Linked DNA regions of Mus musculus: region 2 is linked to region 1. The links are chromatin contacts, called in public promoter capture Hi-C maps. All regions are on one chromosome and are shown on one strand. The core of a region is the stretch at or near the end of the contact, and the rest is flanking DNA. Distances in the headings are between cores, read along the strand shown.

The links. Promoter capture Hi-C pulls out the DNA fragments that hold promoters and counts their contacts.
Region 2: a contact with region 1 is called in a promoter capture Hi-C map of the 3T3-L1 cell line, with 6 times the contacts expected there. The contact joins the promoter of 9130401M01Rik here to the enhancer-like site in region 1. A contact is called at or near these places in 5 of 39 promoter capture datasets (the 3T3-L1 cell line, the C10 cell line, embryonic stem cells and 2 more) and 1 of 9 other capture datasets (liver).

Annotation. Positions count from the first base shown.
Region 1 is chr15:55,199,008-55,205,559 of GRCm38.p6, forward strand. All of the region lies in intron 4 of Deptor (DEP domain containing MTOR-interacting protein), which reads left to right. Among named protein-coding and RNA genes, the nearest start is that of Gm26296, 60 kb to the right of the region's middle. Within about 2 kb of position 1,299, at least 47 of the 459 cell types and tissues checked have an H3K27ac peak or open chromatin away from gene starts, as enhancers often do.
Region 2 is chr15:58,029,237-58,036,048 of GRCm38.p6, forward strand. It overlaps 9130401M01Rik (RIKEN cDNA 9130401M01 gene), which reads right to left and starts at 5,058. Exons shown (of 6, transcript NM_029418.4): 1 at 4,848-5,058; 2 at 2,748-2,843; 3 at 1,721-1,864. The coding sequence starts at 4,964.

The sequences.
Region 1 (6,552 bases), core at 49-2,548:
ACACAGTGAACTATCTGGTCCTTAGCCAGTAGATTAGTGTTTCTGCAACAAGAGGCTCCATTTTCACATGCCTCCACTCTCCGGCCCTGTCTGCTTTTCCTGTTTAATATCCCGTTTAATGCCAGAGCAGACTGACGATAAGGCTCTGTACTTGATTCACATGCCCAGGGACCTAGGTTTGAGCCCTAGAACTACCAAACAAGAACCAATCTACGAGCCTTGGGAATTTCACAAAAGCAAAGAAAAAGACAGAGGGTGTCAGACATTAGACACTGAGACAGTGAAAATTTTTGTTTGGGGGCTAGAGGTGGTAGGTCCGTTGTATGGCATTTGTCCAACATGCTCGAGGCCCTAGATTCAACTCCCACAACTTCAAAGGAAAAGGAAAAAAAAATCATCTATCAAGGACAGCTATTGATAGGATCGCAGTTAGAAAACATATGTGGTCCTCAGAGAGGTTTCCTCCTGCAACAGATGAGAAGAGATACAGAAACCCACAACCAGACCAGAAGGAAAGAAAATGTATGTGAGCTTTGAACACTCAGTCTTCTCACACCCTCCCCCACCCCTTTTGAGAGGATAACCCTGCCTGAAGCAGGCCTGCAAGCTCAGAAGTAGGTAGGGTAGAGGCCAGAGAATTAGTTAAAGGCCAGACTTTGTTTGCTACTTGAGACCTTATTTGTCAAGCTCTGAGACCTTATTTACATAAACAAACAAACAACTGTGTAGGAGAAAGGAGTTTACTAAGGATCGAACGCATCAAACGCTTAGCTTCAGAGTCTTAGGACTCTTAGTCCTCCTTTGTTATTTCTAGCCTATCTTTTTCTAGATCATCGAGTATGCTCTTCCCTGTGATTAACATCAAGTTTGTGCCGGGCCGGCCGGGCTGTTGGTGGATGCTTTCTGTACAATTTCAGGAGGCTGAGGCAGAAAGACTACATGTTTGGGATAGGCCTGGGAATACCCTTTTTAAACCACATCCCAAATGCAATTATAAAATAGCTGAGGATGTTGGCCAGAGATAAATGCTTACCTTGTCTGGCCTGCCTGAGGCCCAAGCATCAGTTCTTCAGAGACACAGAAAACGAGACAAAAGAGCACGAACACTTAGAGCAAGGGAGGTAGGGCCTATGGTAGCCCAGTCTAGTCTTGGGCTAAGTAGGGGGAGATGACCTTGAACTCCAGATCCTCCGGCTTCAAACTCCCAGTTGCTGGAATTACAGGAATTGCTGTAATTATCTTGCCCGGCTCTGGCAACTGATGTCTGGATTCGCTATGGAGAAATGCCATATTAAAGTGTTGAAACAATTTGCTTCTCTTTCTTTAGACTATAAGCTTTCACATTTAGCTGTTATTTCTTCAGATGTTATGTAACAGATGGCTATAAAAGAAACTTCTGGCTTCCTTAGCATAGTTATATTTCAGATTTTACCGTGTCTTAGCATGCTCCCTTATTTCATGCTTGCCTTTGGCTTAAGAGAGTGAAGTATCTTCAGTGAGGTTATCTGTACACTTGATCTAGATATATGTCTCAAGTTCCCACTCCTTAGTGGGTAAAAGGTAACAGCACTGTCGGGGAGGGAAACACAGTGATGTGTGCCAAGACTGGTATCTGTCATGAGAAGACAGAGAACCCCTCAAGGGCTCCAGGTCAGGAATGTGGTGCCAGATCTCTGACGTGAGTTATTCATTTGTTCCTCAACTGGAAACTGCACAGTAACCAACCAAGAGGAGAGATGGGTTAGTGAGCTGCCCAGATCGGGCACTCAGGCTGTGAAGGTTGCAGAGCTGGGAGAGAAAGTCAGATTATCTAACTCTAAAACCTGTGCCTAGGGGACGGATTGTGGAATGAGGGGCAGGGAGCTGGATATAAAGTAAATAAATTGAATGAATAAATAAATAAATAAATAAATAAACCAGTGCCCTTACTGGGTGTGGAAGAAGAAAACCCATTCAAGGTCACCCTCAGCTGGAGGGGCAGGGAGCGGGATATAAAGTAAATAAATAAATAAATAAATAAATAAATAAATAAATAAAACCAGTGCCCTTACTGGATGTGGAAGAAGAAAACCCATTCAAGGTCACCCTCAGCTGCATAGCAAGTTCCTGGGAAACCTGGACCATGTAAAATTCTGTCTTATAAACAAACAGGGCTGGAGAGATGGCTCAGCAGTTAAGAACACTGACTGCTCTTCCAAAGGTCCCGAGTTCAAATCCCAGCAACCACATGGTGGCTCACAACCATCTATAATGAGATCTGATGCCCTCTTCCGAGGTGTCTGAAGACAGCTACAGTGTACTTACGTATAACAAATAAATAATAAATCTAAAAAACAAACAAACAAACAACAAACACCTAAATCAGGGCCATCATGGTGAGGCTGAGATGACTTTGCCCCACCTGCCTGTTATCTGGAGTTCAATCCGAAGAGGGAAGGAGAGAACTAACTGCATACACTTGTCCTGTGACCTCCACATGTGCCATGTCGAGAAACAGGTGGCAACACACGTGTTAACCCAGCACTGGGGGAGTAAAGACGGAAGGACCCCTGGGGCTTGCTGGCTAACCGGGCAAGTGACAAGTCCAGTGAAGAGATCTTGTCTCAAGAAAGAAGAAGAGTTGAGTGTAATGAAGAACACTCAAAAGTTCCCCTCAGACTTCCCCCATGCACACACAAAGTGTGCCCCGGCACCCACAGGTGCGCATATGAACATACAGGAACCCTCCCACCACACGTGGTCTGAAACCTGTGCTCTGCCATGCACAGTGTATCTTCTTTTCTAAGAGTTCCTTAACACCACAGCCTTTCAGTAAGATTCCAGATTGTTTGTTTTTATAAGCAATGATGTCTCTTTCAGCAGACGGTGGAACTGGTAAACTTCGAAGCGAGCAGATGGTACCGTCTGCCCATCACAGAGCTAAGAGAGCTATCTGGGGCTAAGCTTGCCACTTAACAGGTGCTACACTGTGGAATAAATGTGTGTTGCTTATGCCATCACATGACTGGCTAGCTGGACTCCGTCAGGTCTTTATTTTTTGGGTTTCTCTTGGGCTGCTTTGGTCTTTGCAAAACAAAGGTATGAAACTATCTTAGTTAGGGTTTCAATGCTGTGAACAGACATCACGACCAAGGCAACTTTTATAAAAGACGTTTAATTGGGGCTGGCTTACTGGTTCTGAGGTTCAGTCCTTTATCATCATGACAGCATCCAGGTAGGCATGGCTCTGGAGGAGGAGCTGAGAGTTCTACATCTTGTTCTGAAGGCAAACAGGAGAAGACTGTCTTGCAAGCAGCTACGAGGAGGGTCTCAAAGCCCATCCCCACAGTGACACCCTTCCTCCAACAGGTCCACATCTCCCAACAGTGCTACTACCTATGGGCCATTCATATTCAAAACCACCACAGACACTTAGTGTTTGTGTCATTAAACATTTAATGAGAGAGGAGGGAAAATACCTTTCAAGGCAAAATAGAGTCTTAGCAACAATACAGATGGTGAAAATTGTACCTCTTAGTTTTATTTGAAATCAGGCTGTCTTTATATCCCATCCCCCTGGCTGGCCTACAACTTGCTTTTTAGACCAGATTGGCCTCAAACTTGCTAAAAAGTCTGCCATCTCCACTTCCAAGTACTAGGATCTATCGAAATCTGCTATCATATCTGGCTATAAATTGACATTATATATTTTCATTGGTTTGAAACTTTTCTTAGGGCCAGAGATTATACCAGGACCCTAAACATGTCCAGTGAGGAGCCTTGTCAATGCTAGGCAAATGTTCTACCTCTGAATCATTCTGAAAAATCCTTGTGATGAACTGTTGTAAGACCTCCCTGGAGAGGCAGAAGAGAAATAGCTGTTTATCTCAAATAGACCAGGAACAGAGAAACCTAAGAAACTTACCATGCCTACCTTGGTGAAATAAGTGAACCTGTTGGGGTTCCAGGAGCCTGAGTGACCCACGAACAAGCTATACCACCAAAGGGTCCCATCCCCATTGAATTTCTATCTCCTCCTATTCTTTAGTATTTTTGAGATCACACATATATGAACAGGAAGGAGTAGTGCATAAAACCTCAGAAAAGCATAAGAGGGATTATGATGATCTCATGACTCTCACCCTACAGCAAGGGAGCTCCACTCCCATTGGCTAACTAGCTGTCTGCTGTATCGTTCTGAAGGCAGAGGTGTCTGCTAGATTATCAAAGCTACTGTGCCCATGATGGCCAATGTCATGTCAAGCCCAGAGCAAAGAATTCCATACAATACTGCTACAACCTATTGTGGAATCTGTTATACTGAGACTGCTGCTCTCTGGTTGTAATCATAGCACGGTTAATGTTTCATATAATTCACCATGCCAAGGGAAAGCAGTAAGCAGTAGGTATTAGTCTATGTGCAGGTCGTAATTCAAAATACTGTTGTGAGAGTTACCATGGGGATTTTTTTTTTAAATCAGCAAACTGAAAACAAGATCACACAAACTAATTTATGTTTTACAGATTTATGCAAAAGTGTGGCTATGCACACGGAAGCCAGGTTTGGGGATACTCCTATGGCAAGTTGCTTGGTTTGTTTCTCAGTCTACATTGTACTGTGCTGGTATCAGATGGGTCCGAGAGCATGCAGAACTATCAGGGAATTCAGTGAGCTTGTATTTTTTGGTATGAGTGTTTCATTTTAGGTTTTGTCAGTGTCTCTGATTTAATTCAGCCCTGTGTGTGCTAGGAAACCCTCTGCCACTAAACTACATCCTTTTGGTTTGGGTTGGGTTGAGTTGGGTTGTTTTTTTTTTGTTGTTGTTTTTTTTGTTTTGCTTTGTTTTTTTATACAGGGTTTCTCTGTATAGCCCTGGCTGTCCTGGAACTCACTTTTGTAGATCAGGCTGGCCTCAAACTCAGAAATCTGCCTGCCCCTGCCTCCTGAGTGCTGGGATTAAAGAAAGGCATTCGCCACCACGCCCAGCAACCCACTGTTTTTGCCTCCAAGGCCAACATTATTTTTTTGTCCAAATAGTTTATCAACATTTTGACATTGCCAAGCTCCCATAAGAGTCTTTGGGTTAAAATGTCGTCCATGGTACTTTCCTAATTGGGATTCTACATTTTGAATTCTGATGAAAAAAAAAAAAAAAATCATGGGCTGTCAAGATGGCTCAGCAGTTAAGAGCACTGACTGCTCTTCCAGAGGTCCTGAGTTCAAATCCCAGCAACCACATGGTGGCTCACAACCACCAGTAATGAGATCTGACGCCCTCTTCTGGTGCATCTGAAGATAGCTACAGTGTACTTATGTATACTAGTAAATAAATCTTAAAAAAGAAATTCATATAAAAGCAAAGTACTTTCCAAAGTGGCACAAACTAATTTTCTAGGTGAAATGACTCTAGATCTTTATTATATCTATCTATCTATCTATCTATCTATCTATCTATCTATCTATCTATCTATCTATCTCTGTCTATCTGTGTTCGGGGGACCACATGGAGGAATGTGTGTGTCATAGTTCATGTAAGGAGGTCAAAGGATAGTGTTTAGGAGTCAGTTCTCTCCTTGCATCGTGTGGGTCCTGAGAATAAAACTCAGGCCATCAGACCTGGCATCAGGCATCTTTACCCACTGAGCTGTCTCACCTCCTTTACAGCATCTTTTGTAGACACCTAAAACATTTGTCCTGCACGCTGGATCAGGCCTCTGATTCCATACTCAGGACACGGATTCCGAGGGATTGCTGTAAATTTGAAGCCATCCTGGGCTACATGATGAGGACCCATTCAGGCAGGCCTAGATAGCAAAACTGTCTCTCAAAAACAAAACTTAAAAAGGAAAAAAAAAAAAAAAAAACCTCCAGTTTTGACTACCTGAGAGATGTCTTCAGGGTCAAGAACAGAGTGGACTTGGTCTCAGTCCAACGGGTGCTGATGCTATCTACCAGGACTCTGCTGGGTACCCGGTCTCACTTCTTCCTCAATAGAGACTGAGCCATCCCACCTGAAGGCCCTTTTATGATTCTCTGGTTTTAAAATTATGTTAAACTTTAACATTCTTTTCATTTGCTTATTGACTGGGATTTTCCCTCCCTATCTTCTGAAATAATTATCCAAAATGTGTTCATTATTTTTCACTTAATTTTGAAGGAATCTTGTTTTTACCAAAAGCAACAGATCATCTCTCCACTGAACTTCCAACACAGCTTAAGTAGAATTTCTTAAGAAATTTGCAACATCCATCTTGAAGTTTCTCCTGCCTCCCTATCCAGGATGGGGGGTGGGGGTGGGGATAGGAGTATCCCACCATGCTAGTCTGTTGTTGATTCTTTTGAAAAATAACTTTATTACTATATACTATATAATCCACCGATCTAAAGCATACAATTTGAAGCTGACAAGATAGCTCAGTTGATAAAAATATTTGATGTATAATCAGGAGGACCTGAGTTCAGTCCCCATAACATGGTTCTAAAAGCCTGGCATGGTACCTCTAGTAATCTCCGTGCTGGGGAGGCAGAGGCAGCTGGGTCCTTGGTGCTCACTGGTGAGCCCACCACGACTG
Region 2 (6,812 bases), core at 3,808-6,307, 2.8 Mb after region 1:
GCACACATGTGCACAGGAGTTTCCTTCTGAGCAGAAAACCCTTTCGATGTCACTCTGAGAGCCATTATCTCTGGCCTAACCTGCCATATGGGTTAGGGAAATAGCCTGTGGATTAGGGAAAGGGTTCACTTTTTCCAAGTTAGTCTACAGAGAGCAGATGGCAGAATGAAATGACCTTCAATCTATATGAAATAGAAGGAAAGCCCAGCCTGCCCCAGGCACAATCCTGCACAGAACTGAACTGAGTGTCGAAGGCCGAACTACCCAGACTCAGCCCAGTCACTGGTGGTAGTGGACGCCTGCTGGGTTCCCGGAACATTCCTATACCAAGTGGGAAAGCATGAGATAAAGTCCCACGTAACTTACTTGGTGATTCCATTCCTACCCGAACACTGAGCACACCTGGCTTGACCCTTTCCATTGCTTAAGGCTTAGCCTTCCAGAAAGTCCACTTAAGGTCTACAGGATCCCTGGATTCGATTCTGAATACAGCACAGCGCCATGTCCGCCACAGGCATGGCTGTGTAGCAATGAACTCTCTAAAGTCAGGCCGTGCCTTTGGGAGGTGGCTCCGTGGGTAAAGATGCTTGCTGCCAAGCCCGAGGACCCGAGTTCCATCCCTGGAGCCCATGTGATGGCAGGAGAAACTGACTCCTACCAACTGTCTGCTGACTGTCACCTCTTCCAGCCACACCGCTCTGCTCTATGTATCCCACCCCTCTACGCAAATAAACAACATGTTAAAACGTTGTTTTAATTCTGCCTTTTATTTCTAATAAGATCTCGTTTGGATTGTCCCTAGGAGCCACTCTTCTGCTCTGCTGCTATCTGTAATGCACTGTTATTCAAAAGCACATTGTCACTGGGAAAGCAGGTGTATGTTAGTGTGAAGCAGGTGCTACACACAGGCCATAATCCCTCCCCACTCCTGCTTTTTAAAAACAAAAACAGGATACATATTTGGTGGGCCGGATTATGTAGCCTTGACTGACTGGCCTTGGACTTGTGATGCTCCTCTCAGACTTGCTCTGCTAGACTTACAGACATGCAGAGAGTGCTGGTCTCTAGACTATGACTCTGATAATAGGACGAATAATCTAAAGTTGGCTGGTATGCTAAGTTAATAAACAAAGGTTTGATAGCATGGTTAGTATGTCCCTCTTTGTACATTAAAATCCATTTAAATGTGTGTCAGGGATTTTCCCAGCACTGCAATAAAACAATGGAGACTAGAGATGATTCAGTGATTAAGAGAACTTGATGCTCTCGCAGAGGCCCCAGATTTCCCAGCACCCACACTGGGCAACTCACAACAGCTCCAGGGAGATCCAGTGTCTCTGGGCTCCCAGCACCCGCACTCACATGCCCATCCCTGCATTCACATTCACATGCCCATTCCCACACTTAGAACACCCCCATATATATATATACACATAATTAAAAACTTACATCTTTGAAACATCTAGAACAAAATCACTCAATTCTATCGCTCTGGGTATACATTCCTCATAAAAGCAAAACTTCTGAAATTAGGATTTCTAGGCAATAACTCTCATCTTGGCAGAGGAAAATAGCCACATCTAGCACTCTCCACTTTCAGCTCAGTAAATACACTGCTGGTTGTTTCCTTCGGGAATCCCGGCCCACCAACTCTGCTTCTAGCAGCAAGTTTGTTTTCCTGTCCTTGGTTCAGGACAGTGTAGGAGAATAAGCAACTCACCAGGTCTGCTGCCATCTCCAGCGCCTCCTCATGCCTCCCAAGGTGAGCCAGACACCGAGCCTGGCCTTCTTGGACATCCCTTTTCATGGCAAAATTAGTAGATGGTAACTGTTCGGAGATACTGGAGTATTCCTGCAGGGCTTTCTGGCGATTATTAAAAGAAAGAAGGGAAGGCATGAAGGGGTAGGGAAAGGAAAGGAAAGGACCCAGTGTAGAGATGACTTTTTCCTATGCAGAAAGTAAAACGCAATCCTACAATGACCTATGGGAGACCAAGTGTTTCAACCAGTACTGTGAGTTGTTTTTCTAAAAGGTTGAGACAGAATGGCTGCAGGTCATAATGTCTACAACTATGGAAGTATCACAGTATTAGAGAGAGAACATTCTAGAAGCAAAAAGAATAGGCTTTGAGTCCTGGTTTTACTGGGACTTTGAGGTGTGTGTGTGTGTGTGTGTGTGTGTGTGCTGGGAGCGAGAGCGAGAGAGAGAGAGAGACAGACAGACAGACAGACACCTGAATTTGCTACCTAGATTAATTAGGATGGTCTTGAACTCACAGATATCCACCTACCTCTGCCTCCACCTCCCAAGTGTTGGGATTAAAGGTATATGGCACCAGACCCAGCTATATACCTTATTAATATTTGCCCAAAGATGAAATGAGACTTGTATGTGAAACAATCTGGCATCTAACTGTTCATCCCTTCCTTCTCTTGCATGTTGTGGGGTATTTTGTTCCTGTGACACGTTGGAGATTCACAGGCGAGTGGATATAAATGGGAAAGCAGACCTACAGGGATCCTCAAAGTAGTCTTTGTCTGGAATTATGAAAAAACAAAACATAATATGGACCCTGTAGAAAAGGCGTAGACTGAAGAGTCTAAGATTATCTATAGGCCCCACCAAAGACTAAATCCATCCACAAAGCACACTGCTAACCTGGCACACACTGCTCTCTGCATGTGCTACTGATGATAAAACCAGAGCCCAGCTGAAATGCCAAAGTCCCACTCGTGTTGACCCCCACCTCGTATTCCTGTCGTCTGTAGGCCAGGTCCCCTCTGAATTTCTTGAGAGTGAGAACTTCAATATCGTCACTACATTCTGTCTCTTCATAAAACCACTAGGAACCAAGAAGATAAAGTTTACGATGGCGGCTGAAGTATGCTTTTCCACTTCACAGTCAAAAGCACTTTCCCATGACACAACCATCTAAACGTCAAGGCCACACTTCTTCAGGATGACACAAGGCAAAGCAATGGACAAGGGATGGCTATATTCTGCTTTTTAAAACAGCATCTCATCGTACGCCCTCCAAGTGCTGAGATTACAGACCCGGATGACCACATCAGACTAAATGATACGTTTACATGCGCAGTAAATGTGTGCATCCCCATGTGGTGTGCGGGCCAGAGATCAACATTAGTTGTCTCAATCAGTCTCAATCTTGTTACCTCAAGACAGGGTCTCTCACTGGACCAGTCAGCTAGATCGGCTGCCAGCAAGCCCCAAGGTACTCCTGTCTCCGCCTTCCTGTGCTGGTTGGCACGCCCAGTTTATGTGAGTGCTAGGAATCATGAATCCTCATGCTAGACGCCAAACACGTCACTCACTGAGCCACCAATGACAATCTTCATGATGGCCCAGATTTTAAAAAAAATATTTTTAATACATGTTATACGTATGTGGGCCCATCCACGCTACTGAGCACATACGGAAGTCAGAGCATAACTGCTGGTTGGTTCTCTCCTTCTACTCTTCCAGCTCTGGTGATAGAACACAGTTCATCAAACTCGGCTGCAGGTGACTTTACCTGCTGAGCCATCTCTCTGACAGCCCAATTTTTATTAAAATGATAAGACGGCCTGTGAGATGCCTCGGCGGGTAAAGGCACTTGTCACTAGGTCGGACAACCTGATTTGATCTATGGGCCCCATGTGGTGGAAGGAAAGAATCAACAACTGCAGTTTGTCCCCTGACCGCCACACAGTGCCATGGCTCTCTCACCCACACACAAATAAATGAACGTGGTTTTAAAAAATAAAAGTTGTAATGATCACATGTCTATACATGTCAATGACAGATTTAAAAAATAAATAAAAGCACACGGTTTCAACCACAGTGAAGTTATTGGAAATGACATCACCAAGTGCAGTCCAGTGACTCTTAAAGTGCTATCTGCTTTCTTTTAGAGCAATTGAGAGTGAATAGGGACTGACAAAATTGTGCACAAGACGTAGGAAACTGTGATTATGGCGATGGTCCTATTATAAAAATGCTACAAAGGCACACAGAGCACAGGAAATTTTAACTGGAGTCAGGTTTCTGTGCATCCCAGACAAAGATTTGGAGGATCTGAGGACACATCTGTAAGACGACCTCTTCTGATGTAAACCCACTGGACATAAGGTGAGATCCAGATGTAACTACCAAGAAAGAATTAAAAAAAAAGGATGAAAAGCATTCTGCATGCCCAATTTTCCAGCCCCAAAGAAGCATCTCCTATTCTCTTTTACAATAAAACCTGCTGAGGCTGAAGAAAGTCTCTAAATTCTGTTGACTCAGTACAGTTAACATTGTAATAGCTTGGTTGTATTCTGAGAAATACACTTCACTGAGTATCAAGGCTCATCATAAGCGTGCTAAATTAGTGCCTCTCCTTCTACTGGGCCATCACAGTAAGAAAAACTTTGTTCTATTCTTTAAACACTGGGTCACTCGAGACGAGGTATTTGAGCCACCGTTAGGTTCGGCACTCTGCAACCATTTAGTCACATAGCTAGCCATCCCAACTCAACAATAACATATCCAAGTCTCAATACATTACTAGGAAATGATGAAACATAATTAGCTTGGAACTATTTTATTCTTCTAGGCAGCCAGCAGGCCTGCAAGGATGCTACGGCGGAGCACCTGGGCGGGGCTGGAGGCAGGAAGGGGGCGTGTGATGCTAGCCCGGGCCCGCCTGCAGGACACGTGGGTTGAGGGTGGGGGACGGAGACAGACAACCCGAGGGTACAAGAGTGAAGTCGCCGTGCTTGGTTGCAGGGCGGGTGGACAGTGACGGTGGTGGGCCTCGCCGCAGGCCGGCTCCAGAGCGGAGCGGCAAGAGGGGCAGCCGTCTCACCTGCGGCTCGCAGAGCTTGGCGCGGTAGGGGGAGGGCGGCTCGGGCCGGCGCTCCGGCCTCTGCTCGAACACCGAGTCCTCAAATTCGCCGCCCAGCACCCAGCATCCGGTCTCCATCGCGCGGAAGTGCAACTGGACCTCGAAACGAGGCGACACCTAGAGCGACGCCCATCACCCAGCCTCCAAAGCGCGCGACAGCAGCCGCGCCAAGGCTGCCGAGGCAAGGTAGAGTGTAGAGCGGCACCGGCGCGCCGCCCACACGGAAGCGGTGGGTTGTCGGCCGGAGCGTTGCATTCTGGGAGTGGTAGTCTTTCAGCGGCTGGGGATTTCCGTGGTGGAGCAGAAATTCTTGCCTGACTCCAGGGCCTCCTAAACCACCCAACAAAGGTTTTGACCTCTTTGTGTCTAGAGCTGGATAGAGTGAGTTCCTCCTGAGTACCTCGAATAGTCGTGGTCTCTGGAGAGCCAGTTAACTTGGTAAGTATCAGCTTTAAACCACTGACAGTATTCTCCCCATTTTATTTTGCATTTTATTTCTAAAATTTCTTTCCCAATAACTGTGAGAAGAGCCCGGTTATTCTTATCTTGTAAAAGGAGATACTGGGCTTGAAGAAGTCAGGTAACTTGTTCAAAAGCCCAGGGTCTCTGAAGAAGAGACCAGAACTCTTCACGCATTTACTAAAAAAACTAGACATCACAATTTAAAGACTTGGATCAAGGCTAGCAGAATTTTGAGACTTTCAAGAAACGTTTTGACTCTAGAATGTAAAGGTCGTGGACAAAACACTGGCTTGTGTTATAGAGCACTAATGTGGAGCTAGTAATAAAGCTTTTCTATTTGCCCTCACACTTGCTCCTCTTCCACCAGTTGCTTCCAGGGTTTTTCCTTCAGCCCTATTTTCTACTCTACAGACTCGTACAGGGCAACCCAAACCACCTCCCCGGATTTCAAAATTCATCTGCCCTTGGCTCACCAAATGTGGAACTCAGTGCATATTCAATAGCCTCATTGGAAGAGTCCACGCAGGGAGCCTCCAGGCAGTAGCTACTGTGGGATCCATCCAGAGAAGTTCTTTTTTAATACCTGGGGTTTTTGTTTTGTTTTCTCATCAGAAATGCAATACTTCTTATTAAGAAAAATTCAGATATTATAGAGAATTATAAGAAAAGTTCCTAATATCACCAGGAAAAAAATAATGTCCTAAAAAGGGCTATACTTGCCCTAATCCCAGTATGCCCTGTCTATGCCCAGAACTGTGTCAGCACAGTACTGAAGGACTGCAAGAGCCACGTGTGTGTGGCTCTGTTGCCTTGGCTCGCTAGCTGTGTGACCCAGTCTATAAAATGGGTATTGATTAAAATAAGGCACACAAAGCTTTAGAGGTGAAAGGGGTGTCATGGGTGTATTCAAGATCTCTGCTCCAGGAGCGGAGGAAGAGCAGAGCAAAGGCGGGCAAGGAGGAGTTCTTCCAGCTTTTTCTTTATGAAAGATATTTGATCTCAGAATGTCTTCCCTCCTGCTCAGGCCTGCTAGCTCTAGCCTCCTGCCCAACAACTGAACCAGAGCGTGTGCTAAAATGGCAGCAGTTGTTTAAGGGCTGCACGTGGGGAAGTGATAGCTCTTTGCCCTTTGCACTCAAGATTCCTGGGCTCAGTAGTTTCCAACCTTTTGCTAAAAGAACCTCCTTGCTTACTCTACTCCCACAGTCATGGCAGATTTGTCTACAAAAAGAAAGCTATGTCTATTGACTAGTAATTGTTTACCTTTCATTTGAAAATGTGAACCCAAATTTTTTTTTAAGATTTATTTATTTATTTATTATATGTAAGTACACTGTAGCTGTCCTCAGACACCCCAGAAGAGAGAGTCAGATCTCGTTATGGATGGTTGTGAGCCACCATGTGGTTGCTGGGATTTGAACTCCTGGCCTTCAGAAGAGCAGTCGGGTGCTCTTACCCACCGAG